3 separate regions of the Drosophila melanogaster genome follow, and all the other regions are linked to region 2. Evidence: chromatin contacts called from public Hi-C and HiChIP or PLAC-seq data. All regions are on one chromosome and are shown on one strand. Each heading gives the region's core, a stretch centred on a gene start, on an enhancer-like site or on the middle of the called end of the contact. The rest is flanking DNA. Distances are from core to core; before and after follow the strand shown.

Region 1 (4,424 bases), core at 1,925-4,424, 72 kb before region 2:
TTGTCCATCCACCATTCGGAAGAAAATACACGAGGCAGATGCAGAGGAAGTACAGGCGATGAGGCAGTTCCTCCCGTGAAATCTAACAGCTTGGACACTTTGCGCCTGAACTGTCAAAGCCTGGCGTTGTTGCAGGATTCGGCTGTTTCTATCCAGCTCGTAGATTGTGAGCACCAGCTAGAGGGAAACATAAATGAATTAAGAACCATCTAAATTATTAAAAGTTATATCACCTTTGACTGGGAACCCTTTAAAGAACGACCAAAAATGATATAAAGTGGCTGACGACCAACCACTTGGAGAACGCGAATGGCGGGTAGAGTGATCTCCTCGAGTGGATTAAAGTAGGTGTCCAGCCACTCAAAGGTTCTGTGAGGAAGTCGTCAATATTATGAATGAATAATGAATCAATTTTTAATTGAAAATGTATGCCAATCCCAACCTGCATTTGCTGTGTGATCTGGTGTGATTGGAGGCCACTAGGAGGAGCACCTGATCTCCACTGGGTTTCAAAAGGTGCAGCTGTAGAAAAGCACCTGGCAGCGAGAACTCCTGGAGGGGCTCAAAGCTCACCTGTGTGGCTGGATCTTCGGATAGGAGCAGTTCCTTGGGCAACTGGTAAACCTCCATGGAATCATCCAGAACGATGGCAAGGAGCAGGAACTCCCGCCAGGCCACAACCTCTGCTCCGAGAGCTCTGCGACCACTGACCTGGCCCGCCAAGTAACCAAGCGGCACTAGACGCCTCTCCCCAGTGGCCACGTGCAGCTGAAAAATCTCGTGTCCATGGAGCAGTAAAAGTAGATCCTCTTCCGGTTCGCGGAGCACAAAGAGTGGCTTCTCATGGCGCACCATCATGTCCACAAAGGGCAGACGGATTTCCGGGCCAGAGCTACTGCCATTCAACCCATTGCGACAGGAACTGGGCAGCAGCTGGGCAGCACTCGGATCTCCAGCGACTTCTGCTGCTGATAATTCACTTTGTACTTGGGCGATATAGCTATTTAACACTAACACACTAAATAATGCTGCACACACGCTTGGCGAAATCATTTCGCAAGGATTGCAGGGACTGTTGTATCTAGTGATACTAAACTACAATGATATATTCAATCCATTCACATGGCACATTACTTTTGGTGTGCCATTTCTCTTGTTCGTAACTGTAAACCAATTTATACTTCGTGAGAGAGCTCTAGTATAACTGTAAAATGAAAAGAAATACTGTGAGTGACGGAAAGCGCGCGAAAGACAAAAACTCATCGAACAGTTGTTGTTATTCCGTTACAGTGGAATAAACAGAGTTACTATATGTAGAGTGAAATATGTATATTTTTGTAGTTCCTGGTTTTCCGATTTGAGTTCTCAGCCTGAATGTAGGCAACGGAAAGTGCTTTCATTTGTGCGCTCAACGAGCATTTTTCCCATGTGTCGCATTAGTTTTCCCCGATTTTCTCGGCACTCGTCAGTCAATCCGCGTCTCTCCGTCCTGCTTTCTCCGCCTGCAGCAGTGACACCTTGGACTGGGAATTAAATTTTTCGTACGGGGTTGGGCAGTGGGGAATGGGGCATATAAGGCTGGGGATCTAAAAATAAGGCAGACAAACTTGGAGAGTGCCTTCGACGTTTCTGCTGAATCAATCAGCTTCGATCATTAGTCGAGGTCATTAAAGACATTAAACCTCGAGCCACCAAAAAAAAAAAGATAGAAAGGAAGAGAGCATTTAACACGGAAGAGGGAATCGCATAAAAATAAATTTATATGTACGTATGTATGCACATACATACATATGTATGTGAAATATTTTGGGGGCGGAATGGGCCTTACCAAGTCACCCATAAATCCGCAGCTTTAACCTAAAAGGTGGCCACATTTGTACTTGCAGTTAAATCGGATTTAAGGCACATATAAATATGTATTAATAGGTGTACAAGAGGAAAACGGTATTCATGTCATCGCCCTCGGGGTCAGGATTTGGGGGCATCCGTTGGGAACACCCGCTGAAATATTTACTTTGCCCAAAATCTGATTGATCGCAGCATTGACATGTTATGCAAACAACATTCCAGTGTAACGAATATACAATTGTAAAATAAATAAGAGCAAAACATACAATCGGATGTTAAATTGAGGTGAACTTAAAATTTTGTAGATCAAAATTGGCTTTTATGTTTTAAACTTTCAAAATGTAACTTTCCTGAATGCCCTTTTAAGTTTGTACCATTTCTAGTTGGCTTAGTGCATGGCTAATACCAGCTGTTGGTTTCAGCAGATGTGCTCACTGGTTGCGTGCTGCCGATTTGGTTCATTTCATTTCGGTTTTTGTTGTGTCCTGTTTCTGTTGACCATTTCGAGCAGTTGCCGTCGCGCTTTTCGTGACTAATTAGCAAATTCGCGACACCCGTTTTGGGAGCATTTTTTTCTGCGTTCGTTGTTTGGCGTTTGGCGTCACAGGCCAAAACCCAAGTCACCCCTCCCCCAACACACTAAACCATTAACCATTTCGGACTACCGCTTAACGGTTAACAGAAGCAGCTGATTGTCATGCCTGCGGCTCATCAGCGGGCTCATAACGGCGCTTTTGGAGTGGCGGTCTGTGATTTGAGTGCCTCCCCAATGGGATACTCTTCTGCCAGAGAGAGGACGAGAGTAAGAGCGAGAGAAAACTCTTTCTCCAGTAGCCAAAACTCCCCAAAAAGCGCTCCGCTTACGCACCACTCTCGCTCTCCTTTTTCTCTTCCTTTTCTCCTCGCGAGTGAGTCACGCAGCTAGAGCTAGAGCTGGAAAAACATCGATGCTCGTCGCCGTCGATGTTTTCGATGTTTTATGGCGAGAACATTGACTATCGAAAAATAAACGAAAAATATTACTCTTTCTGTTCTTTTTGTGTGCATTCGTATTCGTATTAATAAATATGAAAATTAAAACATACAAATATATTTTATTATTACTTATTTATTTTCATATATATACATACACACATTTAATACGGGTTATACAAAAACTTTCGATTAACTATTATCTACAAATTTATCTAAAAATATAAACTCATTTGCAATAAAGGATTCAATAACAAAATTCAACATCAAAGTTAACAAAAATGTTCTGCAACATCGATACTATCGATGTTACATCGTTAATTCTACCACCTCTAGTACTGGCGGCAAGATCGCTCATTGTGCAACTTTTGGCCGTGCTCCGCGGACGTGCGCGCATCGTCAGGTTCAGTCGCATCGCAGTCGCCGTCGCCGCCGCAGCCGTTGAATTTCCAAATTGTTTTCGAATTTCCCGATATCGATTGGAAACCGAATTCGTTTTTAAATTTACTTTACCTTTTTTTTTTTTTTAAATATACAGTTTTTTTTTTGTGAAAATGCCAAATTTGCCATGAGTGTTGAAAAATCGTAGAGATCGCTGCGTTTTCCCATTTGGGGAGAAGTTGGAGAAAAGAAAACTCAAGATGAAACTGTGGAAATCGAAGAAGCCCATTGGTGGCTGTGTGCCCGGAAAATCGGCCGCCCTAAAACAGGACCAACAGCAGCAACAACAACAGCAACAGGAGTCGCACAACAACTCCTTCAATGGACACCATCATCCGCCGACGGACACTGCCTTGGCGCCCATGTTATCCGGTAAGTGATGGGGCTTTCCCAATCTTCGAATTTTCCAATTTTCCCATTTCCCCCAACCCACTTCCTTCCACAGCAGATAGCCAGCCAAAAATCATCTAAAAGCGCCCAACATGTGCGCTCCCATTTTCCGCTTTTCCGCCTTTTCGACTTGCCGACTTTCCGTCTTTTCCCCGCCCGCTCAGGGTTATCGCATTTCCGCCCAAGGTGCTTGCGTTTGGCCCTCAAGTGCTTGACTTTAGATATAGATTTGTATACAAATATCCGACGGTGTGTTTGCATCTCTATATCCAAGTATCCAAGCATCCAAGTGCTGTTGAAAATATAGTTTTCGCTCAGTGTGTGCTTGTGGGCCAAGACAATGTTTGACATTTTCAATTGAAAGTAATTGCTCGCATTTCGTTTTCATTTTCCGATCGCTCGAAATTTGTCAATTGCAACGCCCCTTCCCTCAAAGAAATAAAGAAACCCCCCATGGAGCCGATGGAGCTGGGTGACCTGACCCTTGATTACCCAGCGATTGGTTTAATAGGATCAGCAGGCAGTTTGATGGATTACCCGGCCATCGAATGGCAATCGAATTGGATTGCCAAATCAGTGAAGTTCAACGGTTCGCTGCTATATTGCTCTATATATCATGACTAATTGGAGCTGATCAGATAAGCAGATGATCAGATGCATTTCCCATCAATTGAAGGAAGACCTAATTGAATGGATTGCGCAATCTCAAAGAGAAATACCGAGAATTTGGTGTACCTATAATAAATTAGCTTGGAAGAAAAGAGTATCAGTTT
Region 2 (4,313 bases), core at 631-3,130:
CAAAGAAAATAATTGTGCTACGTAAATTTGGAAAAGCAACTAGGGACTATAGCTGTTTAAATATCTGTCCGGTCTAGAAACGCATCCGCCTTGGTCCCGTCGCACGTTTACGCACTACTTCGTTGCCATTGGTTGCCTGTTGTCGTTTCCTCGGTGTACAGCTGCTGAAATTTGTGGTCTTCAAGGCTGTGGATATATCTACGGGGATCACTACCTCGCCAGTCTCCTCAGCCTGCTGCGGTGCTGGCTGCTCCTGCGGTGCTGGCTGCTCTTGCTCCACCACGGGTATGAAATCGGCATCCTCTTCTTTCTGAGTGTTCTCCTCTGTAAATAAAGTACGACGCACGCAGCGCCTCGCTGTTGGCGGCGTTGAATCCTCCTCGGTATCCTCCTCATCATCGGTGGTTGGATTACATCGGGCGCTGGCCCGTCGTGCAAAGGAAATGCTGCACAGTGGCGGAATCAGAGTGGATCGTTTGAGGCTTGTCAGACCCCGATCGTAGACAGCCAGGCAGATTTCAAAGCCGCTCACTTGACCGCCGGGCAGAAAGGTGCTCCGATAGCCCAAAGTAAGGTGGACCGCGCATGACTCGCCCATGTCCAGGCCGCCGTAGATATGTTCATTACGCTTGTTCAACAGGCCACACGCCTCCACATACTTCAGGGAGTTCAAATTGTAGCTCGATGGACGGGGCGGTGTGATCAGGGTTGAGGAAAACTTTTCATTTACCTCCTCGTCATCGCTCTCTGGACGCACATGCAGAGTGGTGCCTGTGCGCTCCTTCTCCTCGTAGATGCGACGACGTTCCGAGTCAAACGATCTGCCGAAGCGCGCCTTCAGCAGAAGTTCGTCGCCCCACTCAATTTGTGCTGCTTCCTCGAATCCCTCGTGCTTGTAGCGCATTGTCAACTGGTTTCTCAAAAATCCGGTGATTGCCTTGGCGCCACGCACATTTCGACTGTAGAAGCTGAGGATGCAGTCCTCCCCCAGGTCGCGGCGTATGGTCCCATCATCTACGCCATTGATGAACTCATGGATCACCTCCAAAGGCGTCTCCTCTGAAAATAAAGCAAGCGGATGAGATGCGATGCGATTCCTATTGATCAGCCCAATCGCATACAGCTGTTATCCGTTGGTTTGCCACTTACTATGTTCTTCTGGAGCGCTCATTTCCTTCAAGTATTTTCATGCGATTGCGCTTATAAAAAATAAATATAATTTACAATATATACAATTCGACTTGGACACTATGTTGTTGATACAACAATGTTTTGGTAATATGCCATATCGGCCAGTGTTGAAAGTGACGCTAGCTATCGGCTCGAGGGGTCAGGGGTCAGCGCCTACTTGTAATTCGGCTACTGTTGTCCCGATAAATCTTTACGTTAGTTGTACTTGTAAAAATCACATTACTTTAATCTGTTAAGTCTATTAATATTGTTTGATTTTTATTTAAACGTTAATTGTTAATACCATATATCGCATGCACACTTGAGGGGCGATAGTTGGCATTCCGCTGAGAACTGGTCACACCGCACAGCGGGCCAAGCTCTATAACCGATACTAGAGGTGGAGAAACATCGATGTTGGCGGACTCAATGTTTTCGATGTGTTTGGCGAAAAACATCGATCTTTGGCAGACTTAGTCGTTTACAACTTAAGAATTATTTTCTTCTTTAATATTGCTAACATAATATTGCTTTTCATACGTCGCCGGTCCAGTAAGTGCTCCCATAAAACAAAAATACTAATTAGTCCAATTCAATGGATAAGTAAGCCAGTATACATACGAGCACGTGCACGCTTACACGTTTATGGAAAATTAATTTTTACGTACAATTTATACACTTTTATCTCCGATGCGCAGTATCGATGGAAAACCATCGATGATTCCTCGAAACACATCGATGCTTGTGATTTTTCGAAAACATCGATGACATCGAGTTGGCATCGATGTTTCTCCACCTCTAACCGATACCTTCTATCATACATTGAAGACGGATTAGCACCGTCGACCACGAAAAAAGAACGCAAGGAAATCGTGCAAAATGTTCAAAAAGTACGTATGGCATGAGTTAGATGGGGACATCAGACTAACCATAGCAATTCGATCTGTGCAGATTCGAAGAGAAGGACAGCATTTCCAGCATTCAGCAGCTGAAGTCGTCTGTGCAGAAGGGCATACGTGCCAAGTTGCTGGAGGCCTATCCCAAGTTGGAGAGTCACATCGACCTGATCCTGCCCAAGAAGGACTCGTACCGCATCGCCAAGTGGTAGGATGGCTCAGTTCTTGCCACAGCACATAACTCCATTCATATTCCCGATCCCTACTCCTCCACCAGCCATGACCACATCGAACTGCTGCTAAACGGAGCCGGCGACCAGGTGTTCTTTCGCCACCGCGATGGCCCCTGGATGCCTACCCTGCGCCTCCTGCACAAGTTCCCCTACTTCGTGACCATGCAGCAAGTGGACAAAGGCGCCATCCGCTTCGTCCTGAGCGGAGCGAACGTCATGTGTCCCGGCCTCACATCGCCAGGCGCCTGTATGACGCCGGCCGACAAGGACACCGTGGTGGCCATCATGGCTGAGGGCAAGGAGCACGCCCTGGCCGTTGGACTCCTCACGTTATCCACACAGGAAATGTAAGTGTGCTTCTACCACTTCTTTAGTAGTTAATATCTAAGAATATTAATTTATATGCTTGCATTTAGTTTACTTAAATGTGTTTAAATGTTCGTCTTTGACATTGTTTTATAATACAAACGTAGTAGTTTGTTGCTAGGTTAAATATGGTAAAGCTTTGTAACTTTGAAATATTCTTGAGCTTGGAAAAATCAAATTGTGAAAGAATAATCATAAATGGACAATGTTACCAATTTGCTGAGCCGTGTGCATATTTTTTAAATTTGAATAAACCATGAACATCTTTCTTTTCTCTTGACTTTTCCACAGTCTGGCGAAGAACAAAGGCATCGGTATCGAGACGTACCACTTCCTCAACGACGGCCTGTGGAAGTCGAAGCCCGTGAAGTAGGCGAAATAGGAATCTGCACTTGCACTTTTTAGTCTTCTATGTCATGAGAGCAAAGAATGGTTTTTGATATACGCAACTGAGTCCTGATTATTATTTTTTTCTACTAATTTTACTCTGTCAGTTAAACTATTTAAAACATTGCGAAATATAATTAATGGCATTTCAAGCGAGCAGAGAGGGATTGAAAGAGAGAGTACTGAAAAAGAAAACCAACCACCTGTGGAGACCAGTGGTCCAGGTGAAAGGTGTCCAGTGGATCTAAATTTGAGCATTTTAATCGGATTCGGCAGGTATGACTGAACATTGAGTCTTCTGTTTGGCGGTCTTCATTCTGTTAGCTCTTATTTTAAGAGTGACTGAATAACTGTGACTCCTTTTGTTTATTGATTAGTCTAAAGAGCAACGAAACAAGGCCTGTAGCTTAAAGTTTGCCAGGGCTGCGAACAACTCATACAAACATTTCAAGGTTATAGTTGATATCCGGGCACTTGTGAATACACGAAAAGATTGTATACAAAAAAGAGCTTATAACTAAATGTACACAATTTATTATTTGTAATATTATAATTTTTAGTAGTTTTACTTCAAAATTATTGAAATAAAGCTTCGCAATACGTGGAACTAAGTAATTTTTGTATGGGTATCTATTGTAAAACCATAGCAAACTCTTGAATAACATAGCATACTTTGTGGCGTCTTTTACTGCCGCACGTAAAATAGGAGTGTGAAGTTTTCCCATTCTATATGCAATTGGGTATGCGGCTTGAGGTATAGAAACTACATAGGTTTTTCATGGGGCGTAATGCTCTTCTTTCAAACTGTGCCCGCCGCCCTGGTTTTTCCAAACTTTCAGCTGACCGATAAACGGTACAATCGAACAGCTGACTGGCAGGCATGCGCAATGATAACGGTACGGCGCACTCCGCCGTAAATGGAGAAAGTGCTTTCCTTTCGCGTCACACAGCATTTGACGCATCCAACGGCAAGTGCAGTGCATATTTCCCCGGAAAGGCAAGAAGAAAAACGAAAAAAAAAACAGAAAGTAAAGTTCGGAATAACGGTGGAAAACATAGGGAAAAACCACAAGTGGTGGCTGGATACCGTTACCAAGGACTATGGACCTTTTCCATTGCAAGAAATGGTAATTTCAGATGAGTAATCGCTGTGGAAAGTGCTTGTGGGGCAGTGGATATCGCCTGACATATGGATTTAATTTATAAAAGAAGTACCGTTGCAATTGCCTGGTGCATTGTTCGCCTGTACATGTGTTCGTGT
Region 3 (4,307 bases), core at 73-2,572, 95 kb before region 2:
TACAAATGTGCTGACAAATAACCAACTTACTGGGGAATTAAGTCCAAACCAATCCCTACTTGCAGAGCTGGGCAAGCTGAAGAAGGATCTGAGCGAGCTATGGACACGTCCGCAGATTTGAGGACCAACCAATGCCACAACCATAACGAAACTGCAGAAAAGCCTCAAACGTCGCCACAGGCTGATCTAGGATTACAACAGAAGGATGAAAGACAGCTAGACGAGGCTAGTTTTGGATCCTGAGTAATGCTTTCCTGAATCCTGAATTCCCACATTAATGTGTTGTTCCCATCGGTGGGTCACAACTATAACTGATCTACACATTTAGGATCTTATTATTACATAATATATAATATAATATAAATACATGTCTATAAATACAACCACGTGGATTAGTTAATTGAAATACGCACGGACACGTGTGGTTTTAGTGGTAAATACATTTCTCTTGGTAGTGAAATTCAACACCATAAACTATGGAATCTAGTTAATCGATAAAATAACACGGAAGTGAAGTGAATTTTTTGATAAGCTAACGAAAAGGAACACAAACAATATGTATTACATACAAAAAATATATGTTTAAAACAAATAAAGTAATATCTATTAAAATATGTTCAAAACGATATCAAGTACTTCCTTTCTACGGCTCTTTGGATTCAAATTGTGGCGCCAATATAGTTGGTCACCTATACCTATTTACAGTCCGATTGAAGCCCGATACCGACGAACTGCTGCGAGCTAGAGGTGGGATGTTTTCGATGGGTTTAGAGCAAAAATTCGATACTATCGTTTTTCCTGAACGGCATTATTAACAATTTATATATTTAATGCTATAACTCAATATACAAGATATCAAAATTATTTCTTTCATTTCCTTCTAACAAGCCACGAAAAATATTAAAAATATTAAAAAACTAATTAGGGGATCAAGAATAACAGGAAAACTAAGAGATATTGACCAGGAAATCACAAAAATATTATTCTATCCATGCATTTCCTTGCAAAAAAAGTATGTCAGAATTGATCGTTTTAAGGAAAGCCCTGCGGTTACCTATTATACGTCCAGCCTACGCTCAGACTCTGTTGATGTGGCGTGAACACATAAAGGTTTAGGTACTACTTGTTTCATATTATAATAAAATAATAATATTATAATATATAATATAATGCTGTTATAAAGTATCTTTGATTTATGAATGGTTAGTTCAAATAGGTATAGAGTTACATCCCAGTTTTGTTATCTTTATACATCACCATCGTTACCGCCAAAGAACAATCGATAGATTGGTAAGAATTCGATACCTAGACGGTACTATCGATTCTTTTTCATCTCTACGGCGTGCGTCAGTGATGTTTCTTTCCTTTGATTTCTGATCCTTCTAAACGTAACTTCAAAATGCTATTGAAAGTAGTGAATATAAATGGCTTGCAGCACCTGTTCGCCTGCACTGAGGGGCAGCATGATGAAACCCTAACTATTCACGTTTTCCGTCCTCGCGAGAAGTGGACTTACTCCGAGACTTTGATGAAACGCGATTACCAGCAGCGTTTGAAAGTAAGTTTTCCGCATTTTCATGTGGTGAAATAGTGTGAGTGCAACACGTTTTTTCGACCAGACGCTCAACGCGCGTGTGAAGTTTCCCGAGGAATTGGTGCGCCAGGTCCTGCTCAACAAGGATCCATTGCATGTCGAACAGGATTACCAGCACCCATTGAACGTCCTGAAACTGAAGTATGCCATGGCGAATTTCAAAGTTTTCCTCAAGTGGGAATGGCACCTGAGACCCATGGATGCCGCACAGGTCAGTAACTGACTTTAGCAGAATCAGTTCCAAGAACTATAATAATTGGTGCCATTATTCCCAAAGTTGTATAGCCAAATGTTCTTGAACACAATGTCCACGGCTTTGGGACTACGGGTTCAGATACCCCTTCTGCTAGGGATTATCCATGCCAAGGACAAGGAGCTGAACCAGTATCGCACCGAGGGATGCCAGCTGCGCAAAGGTTAGTTAAGAGCAAGTTTGCAAATCGAAAGTTTTTGTCCATTCCATTCGCTTAGTAATCGCAAAACCTTATGCCTTCTTTAGTGACTGTGGAAACCAAGCCCTTTGATCTCGAGGCTTTTATGAATAAGCACAAGCAATTGCTGGACTGTTCCGCTGCCTACCAGAAGGCGCAGAGTACTTTTTTTGCTGATAAGCCATCGCCTAATTGGACATCGCTTTCTTCGCCATGGGCACGGGATGTCGCGCCCTATTCTTCGTCAAACGGCTACTTTGCTTCTTCGAAGGCATCAAGCCCAAAAGAAGCTCCTCGCATTAGGTGGGATTGGTACAATGTGTTCACATTTACCGATTAATAAGATATGTTTTCGCAATTGCAGGAAGCGCAAGGCTCTTGAAATCAATACCAATCATATGGAGCGCAAGGTAATGCAGCGCCGCTCCAATCCGCTTGTCGAGTACAAAAGCTCGCAGAGTTCCCAAGAGACAAACGTAAATTTAATCTTAAAAGTAGAGCTAGCGCCAATGGACACCAAGAATGATCTCACTGATGATGACGAAGAGTCATCCACATCTTCGGGGCTTTCCCAAGGATGGTCGGCCAAACTAACCAAATTTAATCCAACCGTCGGAAGTGGTGTATATGAACTTGCATCTCAGGAACAGTATGCTTCTTCTGAAGATGAGGATGCTTCTTCTAAAAATGGGGATACTTCTTCTAAATATGAGGATGCTTCTTCTAAAGATGAGGATGCTTCTTCCAAAGATGAGAATACTTCTTCTAAAGATGAGGATGCTCCGTCTAAAGATGAGGATACTTCTTCTAAAGATGAGGATGCTTCTTCTGAATATGAAGAGGTCACTAGGGAGGCATCGAACGCTTTCAATTTCGTCATAAAGAAGGTTGAATCTTTAAAAGAGTTTTACGATGCCCCAAGGGAACTCATCCAAGAACCCAAAGTCGGAAAGTCCGATCAGAATTGGGATTTAATTCTTCGAACTGTGCTGGAAGATATCAAAGCCGTACTGATTTACTCAACTGAACGCATCGAAAAAGCGATCCAGAGCTATATCAATAAGTTAGCGCAAAAATAATTTGGAAACGATCTCATTCTAAATGGTGCTACAAGCAAAACTTCACACTTAGTACATACGTTTTTTTTTTTTGTTTTTTTTTTTTTTTTTTAGATAAAAACAAGTCCTTAGTGATAAAAGGATAAAATACATGATTCCATTTGTTGATTAGGTATTCGTACCTAAGTCCATCGAACAGCAATCAAATGAAACAAAGAACTGTATAGTGTTGTAGATATTAAAAAGACGTCTTATCAAACACCCTCAGTACACGTACACAAACAAGTTGACAAACACAAATCCTCAGTGATAAAAGGATAAAGACATGATTCCATTTGTTGATTAGGTATTCGTACCTAAGTCCATCGAACAGCAATCAAATGAAACAAAACAATGTATAGTGTTGTAGATTTTAAAACGTCTTACCAAAACACCCTCAGTACACAAACAAGTTGAGTTCCATTGCATAGAAGCAGCAACTAACTCCTATCTCTATGGAACATATCGAATAATATTAAAATTTGTCAAAATGATTGCCCGGAAATTTTCTGGTCAATTATCGACCGATTAGTCAGGGCTTTCCAGCGGTTATAACCTCCTGATCAATGCATTTTATGTTAAATATTTTTTGGCACGATTACTAATAAAATTGATAAAAAAAGAAACGTTTGCAGTTTGAATAAATAATCTTTAAAGTTTGCCTTATCCCATTTGCTTTAGAAGCTTTCAGCCTTTTCAGGCTGATCTAGGATTACAACAGAAGGATGAAAGACAGCTAGACGAGGCTAGTTTTGGATCCTGAGTAATGCTTTCCTGAACCCTGAATTCCCACAATAATGTGTTGTTCCCATCGGTGGGTCACAACTATAACTGATCTACACATTTAGGATCTTATAATATATAATATAATATAAATACATGTCTATAAATACAACCGCGTGGATTAGTTAATTGAAATACGCACAGGCATTCTATCCATGCATTTCCCTGCAGAAAAAGTATTTCAGCATTGATCGTTTTAAGGAAAGCCCTGCGGTTACCTATTATACGTCCAGCCTACGCTCAGACTCTGTTGATGTGGCGTGAACACATAAAGGTTTAGGTACTACTTGTTTCATATTATAATAATATAATAACATTATAATATATAATATAATGCTGTTATAAAGTATATTTGATTTATACTTCTAATGGTTAGTTCAAATAGGTATAGAGTTACATCCC

Evidence for each region. Hi-C and Micro-C count contacts between places; a contact is called where the count stands out from the background. HiChIP or PLAC-seq counts read pairs in DNA pulled down with a chosen protein or histone mark.
Region 1: a Hi-C map of the Kc167 cell line shows a contact between it and region 2, with 3 times the contacts expected there. The contact joins the promoter of Grip here to the promoter of rux in region 2. A contact is called at or near these places in 24 of 107 Hi-C or Micro-C datasets (the Clone 8 cell line, the Kc167 cell line, the OSC cell line and 10 more) and 1 of 6 datasets of contacts at active chromatin or transcription factors (the Kc167 cell line).
Region 3: a contact with region 2 is called in a POLR2A S2P HiChIP or PLAC-seq map of the Kc167 cell line, with 6 times the contacts expected there. The contact joins the promoter of CG12728 here to the promoter of rux in region 2. A contact is called at or near these places in 21 of 107 Hi-C or Micro-C datasets (the Kc167 cell line, the S2 cell line, brain and 9 more) and 2 of 6 datasets of contacts at active chromatin or transcription factors (both in the Kc167 cell line).

What each region holds. Positions count from the first base shown.
Region 1 is chrX:5,963,105-5,967,528 of dm6, forward strand. Grip (Glutamate receptor interacting protein) reads left to right here and starts at 3,175. Exons shown (of 10, transcript NM_132057.3): 1 at 3,175-3,633. The coding sequence starts at 3,462. fs(1)M3 (female sterile (1) M3) reads right to left here and starts at 1,143. Exons shown (of 7, transcript NM_132056.5): 1 at 443-1,143; 2 at 234-369; 3 at 1-177. The coding sequence starts at 1,053.
Region 2 is chrX:6,035,920-6,040,232 of dm6, forward strand. It overlaps rux (roughex), which reads right to left and starts at 1,881. Exons shown (of 3, transcript NM_001258611.1): 1 at 1,839-1,881; 2 at 1,150-1,199; 3 at 1-1,059. The coding sequence starts at 1,171. The coding sequence ends at 74. It overlaps MCTS1 (Malignant T cell amplified sequence 1), which reads left to right and starts at 1,973. Exons shown (of 4, transcript NM_132060.4): 1 at 1,973-2,060; 2 at 2,122-2,274; 3 at 2,344-2,646; 4 at 2,957-3,657. The coding sequence starts at 2,050. The coding sequence ends at 3,038. CG5937 reads left to right here and starts at 4,086. Exons shown (of 9, transcript NM_132061.3): 1 at 4,086-4,179.
Region 3 is chrX:5,941,284-5,945,590 of dm6, forward strand. It overlaps CG12728, which reads left to right and starts at 1,323. Exons shown (of 5, transcript NM_001297989.1): 1 at 1,323-1,558; 2 at 1,620-1,805; 3 at 1,872-2,010; 4 at 2,094-2,328; 5 at 2,390-3,967. The coding sequence starts at 1,400. The coding sequence ends at 3,104. CG3726 reads left to right here. Exons shown (of 7, transcript NM_001297988.1): 7 at 66-569. The coding sequence ends at 121.